2 separate regions of the Anas platyrhynchos genome follow, and region 1 is linked to region 2. Evidence: chromatin contacts called from public Hi-C data. All regions are on one chromosome and are shown on one strand. Each heading gives the region's core, a stretch centred on a gene start, on an enhancer-like site or on the middle of the called end of the contact. The rest is flanking DNA. Distances are from core to core; before and after follow the strand shown.

Region 1 (5,677 bases), core at 207-2,706, 51 kb after region 2:
GCACCAAGCACGGCATTGCTAGTCGGTCGAGGGAGGTGATTGTCCTGCTCTGCTCTGCGCTGGTCCGGCCTCGCCTACAGTGCTGTGTGCAGTTCAAGAAGGACATGAAACTGTTGGAGAGTGTCCAGAGGAGGGCGACAAACATGGTGAAGGGTCTAGAGGGGAAGATGTACGAGGAGCGGCTGAGGGCACTGGGCCTGTTCAGCCTGGAGAAGAGGAGGCTGAGGGGGGACCTCATCGCAGTCTACAACTTCCTCACGAGGGGTAGTGGAGAGGCAGGTGACCTATTCTCTGTAAACACCAGTGATAGGACCCGCGGGAATGGTGTTAAGCTGAGGCAGGGGAAGTTTTGGCTGGACATCAGGAAGAGGTTCTTCACTGAGAGGGTGGTCGCACAGTGGAACAGGCTGCCCAGGGAAGCAGTCACTGCACCAAGCCTGTCTGAATTTAAAAAGCGATTGGACTGTGCATTTCATCACATGGCCTAAACTTTTGGGTAGACCTGTGCAGTGCCTGGAGTTGGGCTTGATGATCCTTATGGGTCCCTTCCAACTCGGGATATTCTATGATTCTATGTCTCACAACAGGGAGAATGAGAGTTTGGGGCTTAAATTTTGTATGCAGGACCATCTCTTAGGTGAGATGCTCCATTTCAGAATAATCAGGCAGTCGTGGGATCAGTTCAGAACTTCAGAGCAATGCTTCACAAATTGTACCTTTGATTGGAATCAAGGTATATATAGAAGAGACACTGCTGAGGTCTGTCTAAACACAGGGCATGAGCCACACAGCCCGTTTGTTCAGCTCAGTTGTTGATTTATGCAGGAAGATCTTGATGAGCTGCTGGGTTTGTTACTAGAAGGAGAAAACAATTACGCCTCACTCTGCCTACAGGGCTGGGGTTTGATCTTTCTGTGGACAAAAAGCTTGCAGTATTGCCTTTGTGAGTAGTCATTGGGTAAAACACCCCATTTGAAGCTTTTTTTTTTTTTTTTCTTCTTTTTTCTTTTTTTTTTTTTTTTTTTTCTGCGTGACATCCCAAGGGCTGTTTTGGGTTTCCTTGGGGTTCAGCAGCCGGCAATCTAGACAGACACACTGCGTGAGGAGCCGCCCGGAGCTGCTCTGTTAGTGCCACTTCCAGCAGCAGACGCACACAGTGCTGAGCGAGGCAGGCCCCCAGGAAACACACATCTTTATTCTCCCAACCCACACCGGCCACAGGGCCCGCACTTTGGGACGTGCATTAGCCCTGAAGACACGAAGAGGCGGCTGTCCTCCTGGGGCACGGCCTGGGCCACCCCTTATCGCACCCCTGCCGCCCCCACAGGGCCCCAGCACTGAGGCAGAGCCTCGGGCAGGAGCCCCGAGCCCCGCAGCCAGGACCCGCCGTGCCCAGCCCGGGGCCCCCCACCGAGCCCCGGGGACCCCCCGGCGGCCCCGGCCCCTCTCACGGAAGCCTCGCGAGGCCTGCGCGGGGCGGAGCCGCCGCGTTTTGGGGGCGGAGGGGCCGCGACAAAATGGACCCCGGCCCCGGCAGCCCTGGAGCTCCTGCGGCCGCCCGCTCGGACGGCGAGGTGCCCTCCACCTCCGGCGCGCAGGAGCCCGGCTCCGAGGAGGTACCGCTGCGGGGTCGGGGGCAGCCCCGGGCGGCGGTAGGGCCGCTCCCCTCGGCGCCGCTCCGCGGGCTGAGCCCCTCGGCAGGGCGAGGGCGGCCGCCGGCCTCCTCCCGGTCCCGTTTCGTGTTTATTTTTTTGGCGAAGGGTCGCGGCGGGGCCCCCGGTGAGGTGCCGGGGGTCGCGGTCGGGTGTCCTTGGAAGCGCGGCTGGGGCCGGGGGCTGGGGGCTGCGGAGCCGCCGGCGGGGCGGGCTCGGGGCCCGGATTGCAGCTGGGGGGAGGCACCGCCTGCCCCAGGGGTGCCAAATGCTGTACTCCCTTATATTCCCTTACCCTGGTGCAAGAAGGGCCGTGAAATATGCTGTAGCAATGTTAATGGGAGGGAAAAGTTTAAGGGTTTCTATGCCAGCTTATTCTGCAAGATCTTATCTTAACTGATACAGAATGAGTGTTAAATGTTTAGAGGCTCTCCATAAATCACTTGGAAGCAGTTAATGGTTCAGAATATTACCAATGCTGTGCTACTGTGCCATGCTGATCATCGTGTTTCTTAAGGGAAAGTATTGGTGAGTGCTCGGGGTCCTTACTGAGGCCGTGGAATTCTGCCACAGCCGCTGGGTGCTACAGGGTTAGGAACCGGCACGGTGACGGTGCTGATGTGCAGCCTCTGGAGCTCCTCGCCCCTTTCACTGTGTTACATCCCTGCTGGGAGCCGGGAGCTCCGCTTGGGCTGGTTGGCAGAGGTTTCCAGGTGAAGTATTTTGGACCCTTGAAGCAGCCGAGGCCTGATACTTTGGAAGCTGTTGCACGGTCCTGTCTGTTGTGAGGATTTAAATTGCACCACTTCTCAGGGGGCCTCTTATTTCTACTTCTCTGCAGTCAAAGCAGGCTGTTACTAGCCAGCTCCATGAACAAAATAAGTTAAAAGCAAAAGTCCCCTTTTACTGCTTTAATTGTTTGCAGCGAGGATTCTGCTGGTCTTCCTATTTCCTGTTAAATCAGCCCTTTAAGCAACGAAGATGCGTTCTGTAGTTTTTAGGGTAAAACTCCCATGAACTTGATAAAATATTCTGTGATTCTGGGTTATGTTAGGTACATGATATTGTTGGTAGTAAAAGAGGTGGTGTTGTTCATACCAGAATTTAAGAATTGGCAAGGTCTAGGTTTTAATAACTCAGAATATTACCCAGAAGCAAGTTCACAGATAATGCTTGTTCCTACTATGTGTTCAGCTCCACCAGCATGGAGTAACTTATGAGTAAAAAATAGTGTTTTAATTAAAGTACAACATGCTTTTCCCTTGTAAACTTTCAGGAAGAGAAAGGATGCATGTGTCTTACATTCTTTTCATCAGTTTTTGGTAGTCTCCTATTCGTGTTTTTTTTTTTTTTTTTTTTTTTTTTCTCCTGATGTTTTGGGGCCATCAGTGTTCCACAGCTCAGTGCAGTGAGGGGAGCAGGGACACAGATACAGATGTGTTTTATACTGAGAGTCAAGGTGTAGGACCTGAAACACTGTAGCTGCAGTAACTTTTAATGTCAGTTTGTTTACTTGTTTAACTCAGGAAATGTGTTGTTCACAAATATACAAATCAAATTTGTTTGGTGTGCTACCATGAAGTTTCCTTCTGGGGAAATGTAACAGCAGAACCCCTGTTGGAGCCATCTGCCCTAGGACTTAGTGAGATAAGTTACATCTTACTTGAGCAACTTGTTGCAGCCAGAAGGGATTTGTAGCCACCGAACTGTTTGGCTTTGTCCCAGAGGCATGGCTGTTAGCATTTAGTTACCTGTATGCTTGAAAAAGTTGTGAGTGACTTACTGTAGGAAATCTTAGTTGCTGCCTGCTTTTGACACAATCATTTGACCTTGTAAAATTGAACTGGGGCTTTTAGAAAATCATTAAACCATCAAACAGCTTTGTTATGCACTTACTGCTGTTCATCTTTGCTGAGACTTAGGTCTTCAGGCCAAAACTTAAAAGGTATTTTAGAGCTTTAGAAAACATCCCTCCTATTTGTATCCTTCTGCCTTGTCTTAAAGAGTAAGTTGGCATATATATTTATCAGTAACGGTTCTGGAGTTGAAGTAGAATGCTGCTTTACAAGCTGTTATGTATTTAGTACTGTTTTGGTCTGTTCTTGCTACCTGACCCTGTATAGTTTATTTCATTTTGTTGTGTTTATAGTGGGCTGATGCTTAAGGTGCCTGCCGACCTCTGATTCTGCTTTTATGCAGGCGTGCACTTGGCCTGTTCCTTTCAGATTGTTAAGTATGTTTCAAAAACACTTTGCTTGCATCTTTTAGTACCTCTCAACAATGGAAGTATTTAATAATTTTTACTTGAAGATGTGTAGAAAGGCATACTTCAAGGCTGAATTGGGTGGTGGTAGGGAAAGCAACTGCACAAAACATTTTTTCCTATGATACTTTTTTTAGAAATGATACTGTGCCAGCATTATGACTTCTGCTAGGTGTCTTTTTTTTTTTGTAAAGCAAGTAGTAATTGAATTTGTAGAAACATGCTTTGAGTTTTTCGGCTGAGAATAACCTCTCCATGAAAAACTAAGCTTGGCTCTTTTTTAGTGCTTTCCTTCAGTTCTTCCACCTTGGATCCTATTTCCAGAAATAAACATGAGAATGAGACTCACCTCCTATTTACATTTTATCTGGTCATTCTTCAGTTACATCATAGATAACTGGTTCTCTTTTGGGTGAAGTAATGTGACTAGTGCAGTCACTCCCTGTTGAAATCATCACCTTTTTAAAAATCTGATATTTATGCGTTCTTAAAATAAATAAATAAAAATAACACTGATATTTAATAGTGTTTACAATTTGAATTTCAGAAAAATGATCCTCCATTTCAACTCAAGCCTCCTCCAAAGGCGGCTAGGCCTGAAAAAGAAATTGATCCAGAATATGAAGAGAAGATGGTAAGTGTTCTCACAACAAAGCATACTGCAGCTTTTTTGACACTTGTTTGCTTGAATTAGGTCAATAAAATTGGAAGTAACAAAAAATTACTGCAGGCAGGGTGTGTCAGAAAAGGAAAACAAATGGATGTGTTGGGTGTATGGGGTAAGGCTTTGGTAGCAGGGGTGTTGCAGTGATGGCCTTTGGAAGGAGTCCAGAAGCTGCCCTCTCTCAGAGAAGAGCTGGCTTCGAAAAGCACCTGCTGCTGACCAGAGCTGAGACCATGGGTGGTGCTGGTGGTGCCTCTGAGAACAGGTTGAAGGGGGAGGAAACAGCTGTACAACAGCACCTGGGAAAGAGAGGTGAGAAAGTGTGAGAGAACCAGCCCTGCAGATGCCAAAGGAGAGGGCAGGAGGTGCTCCAGGTGTTGGAGCAGAGGTTCACCTGCAGCCCCTGGTGGAGCAGGCTGTCCCTTTGCAGCCCATGGGTCCTATGGCAGAGCAGGTCTCTATGCTGCAGCGGGGGGCCCCGTGGTACAGCCCCGTATGGAGCTGTTCCTGAAGAGCTGCTGCTGGTGGGCAGCCCACATGGGATCAGTTTCTGAAGGATGGCATCCTTTGGGAAGGACCCCACTTGGAGAAGTGGAGAGAAATGTCGGGGTCTGACTACAACCCTCCTTTCTCTGCACTGCCTGGGAGTGGAATTAGAAGAGTGTGTGTGGTGGGAAGATGTTTTTAGGCTGCTTTTTGTTTTCACTGCTCTAGTCTGTTATCAAATGTCAAACTGTATTATTCGTCCTTATGCTGAGTTTATTTTCAATGTGATGGTAATTGGCAAGTGATCTCCCTGTCTTTATCTCTGTGATAGTTCTCACAAGTATTTCTGTCTGTGTTGATTTCTGGAGTTGGAGGCTGTGTTTTTTGTACTCAGTAGGTGCCAGTGTGTTGTGTGTGTTTTTTTTCTTTTTTTCCCACCATGGATTTGATCACTTCGTTTTTTTTTTTTCTTCGGTAGATTTAATATTGAGACCCTCCTGTGGTAAGGAGTTTCTAGTCAACTGCATTTTACACTTGACACCACTGTTTCAGTTTTGAATATCTGGTAGTTCTTTGACCTCGCAAGTCATGTCAGAGGCTTCCTTAAGGTTC
Region 2 (6,106 bases), core at 326-2,825:
AAAGTCACTGGGTGTCCCGCTCACGTCGGCGCTCCTGGGCACGGTGCCGGGGTTTGCCAGCGGGGCCGCGTCCTGGTGCACGGCACCGCAGGGCTGCACGAGGTACAGCGAGGGCTGGGACTGCAGTGAGTCGACAAACACGTCATCCGATGAGGTCTGCTCCAGGGATCTGTCCGAGTTGGACCAGCTGTCACACCTGCACGGGGCAGAGAGCAGGGCTGCTGCTTGCCTCTTCTCCTGCCTGCAGCCGGGTAAGTGTGCAGGGCTGGGGGGGTAAAACCTGCTGGGAGCGGCTCCATGGGCCGCTTTGCACTCCCAGCTTGGAAAATGCCCACTGACCGCTTTGTGGTTTCCTTTCTGCTGGCACTTGGCCCTGCACACCCTCAGGGCACTGTCCAGGCCCTGTCCTCACCCCCAGGGCAGCGTGGCCAGCAGCGATGCTCCTTCACCAGCCCAGGGCTTCCAGCCCTGTAAGGCTGAGCCCTCCGCGTGAGGAGTCCTCGCACCACCACGCCTCAAATTTCAACCTCCATGCTGCAGCGTTTGCTACAACCCCTACTTCCCTGTCTGGTTACCAGGCAAGTGGAGAAGTGGCTCCCAAAGCTGCGTGCTCGCCAAGCAAGGCATCTGTTGTGCTGCAGGAACCCAAGTTAAAAACCAGGGGGACTTTCAGAGAAGGAAGGGGAGGAGCACAAGCACTGTCCTGCTGAGGCTTCACCCATTCTTTCCTCCCGAGTGACAGCGTGTGACAAAAAGCACAGTCTGAGCCCAGATCTGTCCCCTCCCTGTGGCCATGGAGGGGCCCCCGAGCTGAGCATGAGGCACTTTGAGCACCTGGGGCAGCAGCAGGCGGAAAGAGCACCTGGAGGGAGACTGCACGGGCCAGGACTGACAGCTGATGCTTGACCGCTCACCTCCTCTACAGAAAGCCCCCTGAGAAATGGCTTTCTGAGGGTCCCATCGGGCTCAGGAGCTGCAAGACTCCAGGACCAGTTTGCCCCAGCTTCCCAGGGGCACGCCGGGGTGGCTGCAGCCCGAGGTGTGCGGTGGAGCCCGGAGTTACCTGGTGTGGCTGAGCTTGCCCGACTCGCAGTTGGAGAGGAAGAGGTAGTCGGGGAGGAAGACCGACTCCGACTCGCTGGGGGTCTCCTCTGTGGCAGAAGCGTCGGCAGCGGCCTGCTCGACCGAGAAGGAGGGGTCGGCGATGCGGGAGGCGTGGGTGGAGGCGGCTGGCGAGGGCTGCGGGGACGAGGTGGTGTGGGACAGGCTCTCCACCGAACCTGCAGGGAGAAGCGACGGCCCCAGCTGAGCCACAGCGGGGCGAGGCGAGGACGCGTCGCGGGAGCAGGGCTGTGCAGGCTGGGCCCTGTCCCACAGGGTGAGATGCGAGGGCCCCAGCAGGCCGAGCCAGCCCTCAGTGCCTGCCCTGTGCTGGCTGCCGTGGTCACCCCTCAGCCCCGGGGCGTATGGGGAGGGCCCCACCAGCGAGGAACCCACCCCTCTGGTGACACTACACCTCCACATCAGCCCCGGCAGGCTTCCCCCCGGCTCCTTCCCCCTCTGAGCCAAAAGAAGCAGGAAAAAAGCCGAATTCTTCCTCGCCCTACCCCGTGGCTTGCCCCTTTCAAGCAGGGGGAGCCATCTCCTTCCTTCTCTACCAGCTGTTTCCTCCTGATAGCTCGGATTTGCAGTACTGCAGCAAACCCCAGGTTGCAGAGCACTCGCACGCGTGCTTCAACTCGAGCTTATTCAGCAAAGCGTTTGCTTAATTTTCAGCAGGTGCCTGGAGCAGCAGGACTGCAGCGGCCCTCTTTGCCCCGGTGATCATCTGAAGGGAACAGCTTTTCCAGGCTTTCATGCTCGTGAAGCAGGGCTGACGGCTGAAGCCTTCCCAGCTGAAAAATAACTTCTCTTTTCCATCCTGCTGGCTCAGGCACTGGCTCAGCCTGCAGAGCCTGGACTCAGAGCTGGCTTGCAAGCTGAGGGGGATCAAATATGCACCAGGCTAACTCCACAGAGACCTCAGCGAGCATGTGAACATCGCCATCTGACCACGTATTTAAAGAAATAACAAAACCAACACAGTGCACAAGAAAAATAAATGACATTGTGGATTACTAGCACAGAGACTGAACAGGCCTGAGCTCCATCTGCTACTCGCAGGGTTTAGCCTCAGATTATCCCATCAGGAAGGGCTGCGGGCTGCACAACACATGGCAGGTCTGCACCATCCCTGTCCCTGCCGCTCGCCGTGGCTGCCCTTCTTTAGCCTTTGTGGACGTGGCTACCCAGAGCCAGCTCCTGGCCCCCCATCCCCGTCCCTGCCAGCTCTGCTGGGAACCGCATCAGCGTGCATTAAAGTCGTGCTGCGGCGGCAGCTGGGGAGAATGAATTATGCATGGCCATTTTCAAGGGAGAGCAGGCAGAGAATAGGTTCGGTGCCTCTCCCGCTCTGTCCTCCCGTTTGCCAGCAAGGCTGAGCACAGCTCTTCGGCTGGCAAAATAGCTGTTTTGGTGGGTACTAACCCCAAAATCTCTGCCCTGCACTGACGGGAAGACTCACCATGGAGGATGCCCCATCAACTTTCCCTGTCAATGTAGGTCTTGGAAAACCAGACGGCTTCTCCCTCCTGCTACAGACCCCAGCTCCAAAACTGTCCTTGTGCAATGGCACAATGGGTGAAAGCGGGGGTCCCTGCCTGCAGCTCCCCCCTACCACACCGGGCTGCAGGGAGGTGGAGATGCTGCCAGAGGCTGACATGAAAGAGCAGCCTTGAGGAGCGCAGGGAGGGATTTCCTCCCGAGGAGGGCTGGGAGGAGCCCTCACACTTCCCCTGACTCCCACACATGGGCCGGGCGCTGCCACCAGCAGGCCTGCTGCTCTGTGGGAGCTCAGCGGGGACACAAAGGGGATGCCCCGAGGGGAAGCATCCCTGTGGGGACAGCGGGGTTCCTGCAGGAACGGGGCTCCTGGCTCCCCGCGTCCCAGTGCGCTGCCCTGGCTGCCAGAGGTGTCCTCAGGGGGGCTGCAGCGAGCTCCCAGGGCGTCAAACCACTTCTCAGCAAGGTTTAAAAAGAAAAAAACATGCATTAAAAGCAGCAAAGAAACCATCAGAAAGGAGCAGGAAGGGAGAAAGTCCCAGCATGGGTGCGAGCAGGAGTGACTGGAGCTGTGGGGAAGTGAGGGAGAGGTGGATGGAGTGCAGGAGCAGAAGGCTCCTGTCCAGCCTCCCGCAGCCAGGAGGGACCACGGGTGACTGGTTGCTTCAGGTGACGGCGGTGACATCCTGGGTGTCAGGCTCCATCGTGCTGGGGGAGAAGGTGGAGGTACAGGGGGGTGATGGAGACTGGCGGGGATCAGTAGGGGCTGCATGGGGAGGAAGCAAGGCATTTACACGGGGTGCAGAGCGATACCTGGAAGAGCCCAAGAGGGAGCCCAAGAGGGAACCTCTTCCTCCCCCAGCAGCTCCCGTGCCTTCAGCACGGCCACGGGCACGGTTCCTTGTGGCAGCCGAGTGCCATGGGGCGAGGGTGGCCGGTGGCTGGTGGCCAGCCCGCCCCGCCTGCCGCCTGCCCAGGTGCTTCCTGACATCTGCTGGAGCTCGCGCTTCCCCTCCACCGGCCGGCTGGCCCCTCCTGTTGACTAAAACGTTGGCCTGACGGGGCCAGCTCTGAGCTGCCTAAACGTCGAACCCGAGGCCTCTGGTGAGGAGGAGCCAGCTGGGAGCTCAGCTTCGTCGTGGCTGTCAGGGGCTGAGCCACGGCGCAGAGCTGCGACCGCGCCGTCTGTGCCCACAGAGCATTAGATCGGGGGTTCACTGGTTCGGGGTTTGGCCTCAAAGCTACCGTGAATTCTCGGAGAGATGCCAGGACTGTAAGTGACTGATTTCCCACTGTAGTATTGGCTGTGAGAGTCACCTCAATGCGGAGCAGCTCGGTAAGGTTTCCTGCTCTGCATGTGCCCTCCTTGCAGTGATTCATTGCAGGGACCGTGCCTTGTAGCGGTAGCGTTCACGTTAAAAAAGCGTGCTGCATTTAATAGGGCTTTTCTTAAGCTAATTTTTAGGAGTAATTTGTTTAAACCTCCAACCTCTTGGGGGATTTCTGTGCTCCCAGAAAGCTGAAGCAATTTATCAGTATTTGAAACGTGCCGTGCAAGCTGTGCAACTGTGCAGGCTGAAATCAGAGGGCAGGAACAGAAGCTGAACATGCCCTGCAGCCTGAGCCAAATCCACACCAGACCCGACCACACTGGCAGGAGCTGCGGGCTAAATAGGAGGTGTTATTTGCCAGGAGAGATGTAGCAAGTGCATGGCTGGAAGCTCAGCTTACACTGCCCGCGATGCAGACTGCCGGCTCAGCTGCCGGACTTTACACTGAACCAAGACAAATGCTCTGCACTGCAGGGGATATTTGCCTTGAGGAACAGAGCAGAAAGCTGGGATGTCAGCTCTTCAGCCCGCCACAGCAAGAGCTGTCACTTCTCATCCATCAGCATCTACACTGGTGGTCTTGGCTGGGAAACACCCGTGGGATTCTGCCAGTGCTGCCCACATACAAGCCACGCTACACTCGAGCAGTACAACAGAGGTTTCTAGTAATAATGCATCTTTCCTGGGGACTGCCTTGGCTCCTCTGCCTCAGATCACACCTCCTTGGGCACGTCCTCAATGCAGTGCCAGAAGCCTACATGTAGATTGGAAAGACAAAGAAATACATTTGGTTCTTTGTCTTGCGAGGGAAGACTTAGCTGACAGGCTGATTGGTAAAGCTGCATCCAATGCAGCACCGCAGCGAGAGCAGCAGCACAAGGGCGACAGCTCCATTTCAGCAAGGGCCAACCAGCAGGGAGCGGGTCACTGGACAGTCCCTAATTACCCCCAAACTCCGATGGACTTGGGGGATGACTGCCATCCCCCAAAGCTACCAGCTCAACTCTTCAAGCTGTACCCATGGGCAGTGTGTACTGGCACAAGAACATGTGCCAGCCAGTTTTCCTGGTGCTCTCTAGAGCCAACATGAAAACGGAAGACATCAGATTCATAACAGGAATGCTGCAGAGCTCTTCCACTCCCATTTCCCCTCAGAATAAACTACTGAAAAGATGATTAAAGAAGGCGGGGAACTGGGATAGGTTAAAACCAAAGATCTCATGGCCTTTTGCTTCCTCTCTACCAGGTAAGGGTATGCCCACGCAGCAGTGGGAGCACAGCAGCACACTGACCATGGCAGGATAGACCGCCCCTAAACATCTTGCTGCCCTTTGAGTCCCCTGGTGGGGCCGAGTCCCTCCATCACCACCCTTTTCTGCCCTCAGGCTGGCTTTTATCACCACGAAGGGCTCAGCCCTGACTCACTTCCTACAAAGCACTGAAACTGCTGCTGTATCTGCCTGTTGGAAATGTCAAGGGAAAGACAGATTGCTGTAATCTGAGCCTGATTTTCTCATTTGAAAGGTAAGTTGATGATGACATGGGTCCTGGCTTTAATTCCTGGCTAGATCCCTCTTGGAGTGGTTAGCTCCTGGAAGCTCTCCAGGAAACTCACCCCGCTGACTGCCCGCAGGTGTGGGGCTGGCAGAACAGGCCGGCTTCGTGCTGCACTGGAGGACCATCGCTTTAGCCTAGACAGACACCCCTAGCGCTCTCCTGTCCTCTGCCTTTGCTTTATTTTTCTTCTCACTAATAGGCTAGGATAGTTCAGCATTTTTGTCATTGATTTATGTGTGCACATACACCCAGATCTGCGCACATTCCACGTTCAACAAAGCTTGAGAAAACGCGAGTTTTGCAGAACACTTTCCTGGAACAGGTGTCTTACGTTAAGCCAAACTAAATAAACATGGGCCGTGTAATGAAATAAACAACCCCAGAAGATAACACTCAATCAGCTTTTCACATAAACAGTACCTTTTCTTATTAAGGACCTGCTGTTTATTCTAGCAGCGATTGCTTCATCGATGTGAGACCAAGCAGCCAGCTCTTATTTCCACCCAGCAGAAGCCAGCCCCCCAGTAACCTTCAGAGCAGGGTCTGCACCGCCTCAGGACCACGTGGAGCTGTAGGAGATGTTAAGTCCCACATCCCTTGCCACCCCAACGAGCCCC

Evidence for each region. Hi-C and Micro-C count contacts between places; a contact is called where the count stands out from the background.
Region 1: a Hi-C map of subcutaneous adipose tissue shows a contact between it and region 2, with 2.9 times the contacts expected there. The contact joins the promoter of LOC101800953 here to the enhancer-like site in region 2. A contact is called at or near these places in 3 of 8 Hi-C or Micro-C datasets (liver, skeletal muscle and subcutaneous adipose tissue).

What each region holds. Positions count from the first base shown.
Region 1 is chr10:837,104-842,780 of IASCAAS_PekinDuck_T2T, forward strand. LOC101800953 (SNF2 related chromatin remodeling ATPase 1) reads left to right here and starts at 1,457. Exons shown (of 24, transcript XM_027465539.3): 1 at 1,457-1,616; 2 at 4,463-4,549. The coding sequence starts at 1,518.
Region 2 is chr10:785,621-791,726 of IASCAAS_PekinDuck_T2T, forward strand. GAB3 (GRB2 associated binding protein 3) reads right to left here. Exons shown (of 10, transcript XM_027465553.3): 3 at 1,064-1,280; 4 at 1-196. Among named protein-coding and RNA genes, the nearest start is that of VBP1, 29 kb to the left of the region's middle. Within about 2 kb of position 1,576, at least 1 of the 8 cell types and tissues checked has an H3K27ac peak or open chromatin away from gene starts, as enhancers often do. A contact at or near this core is called in subcutaneous adipose tissue, where this site is marked.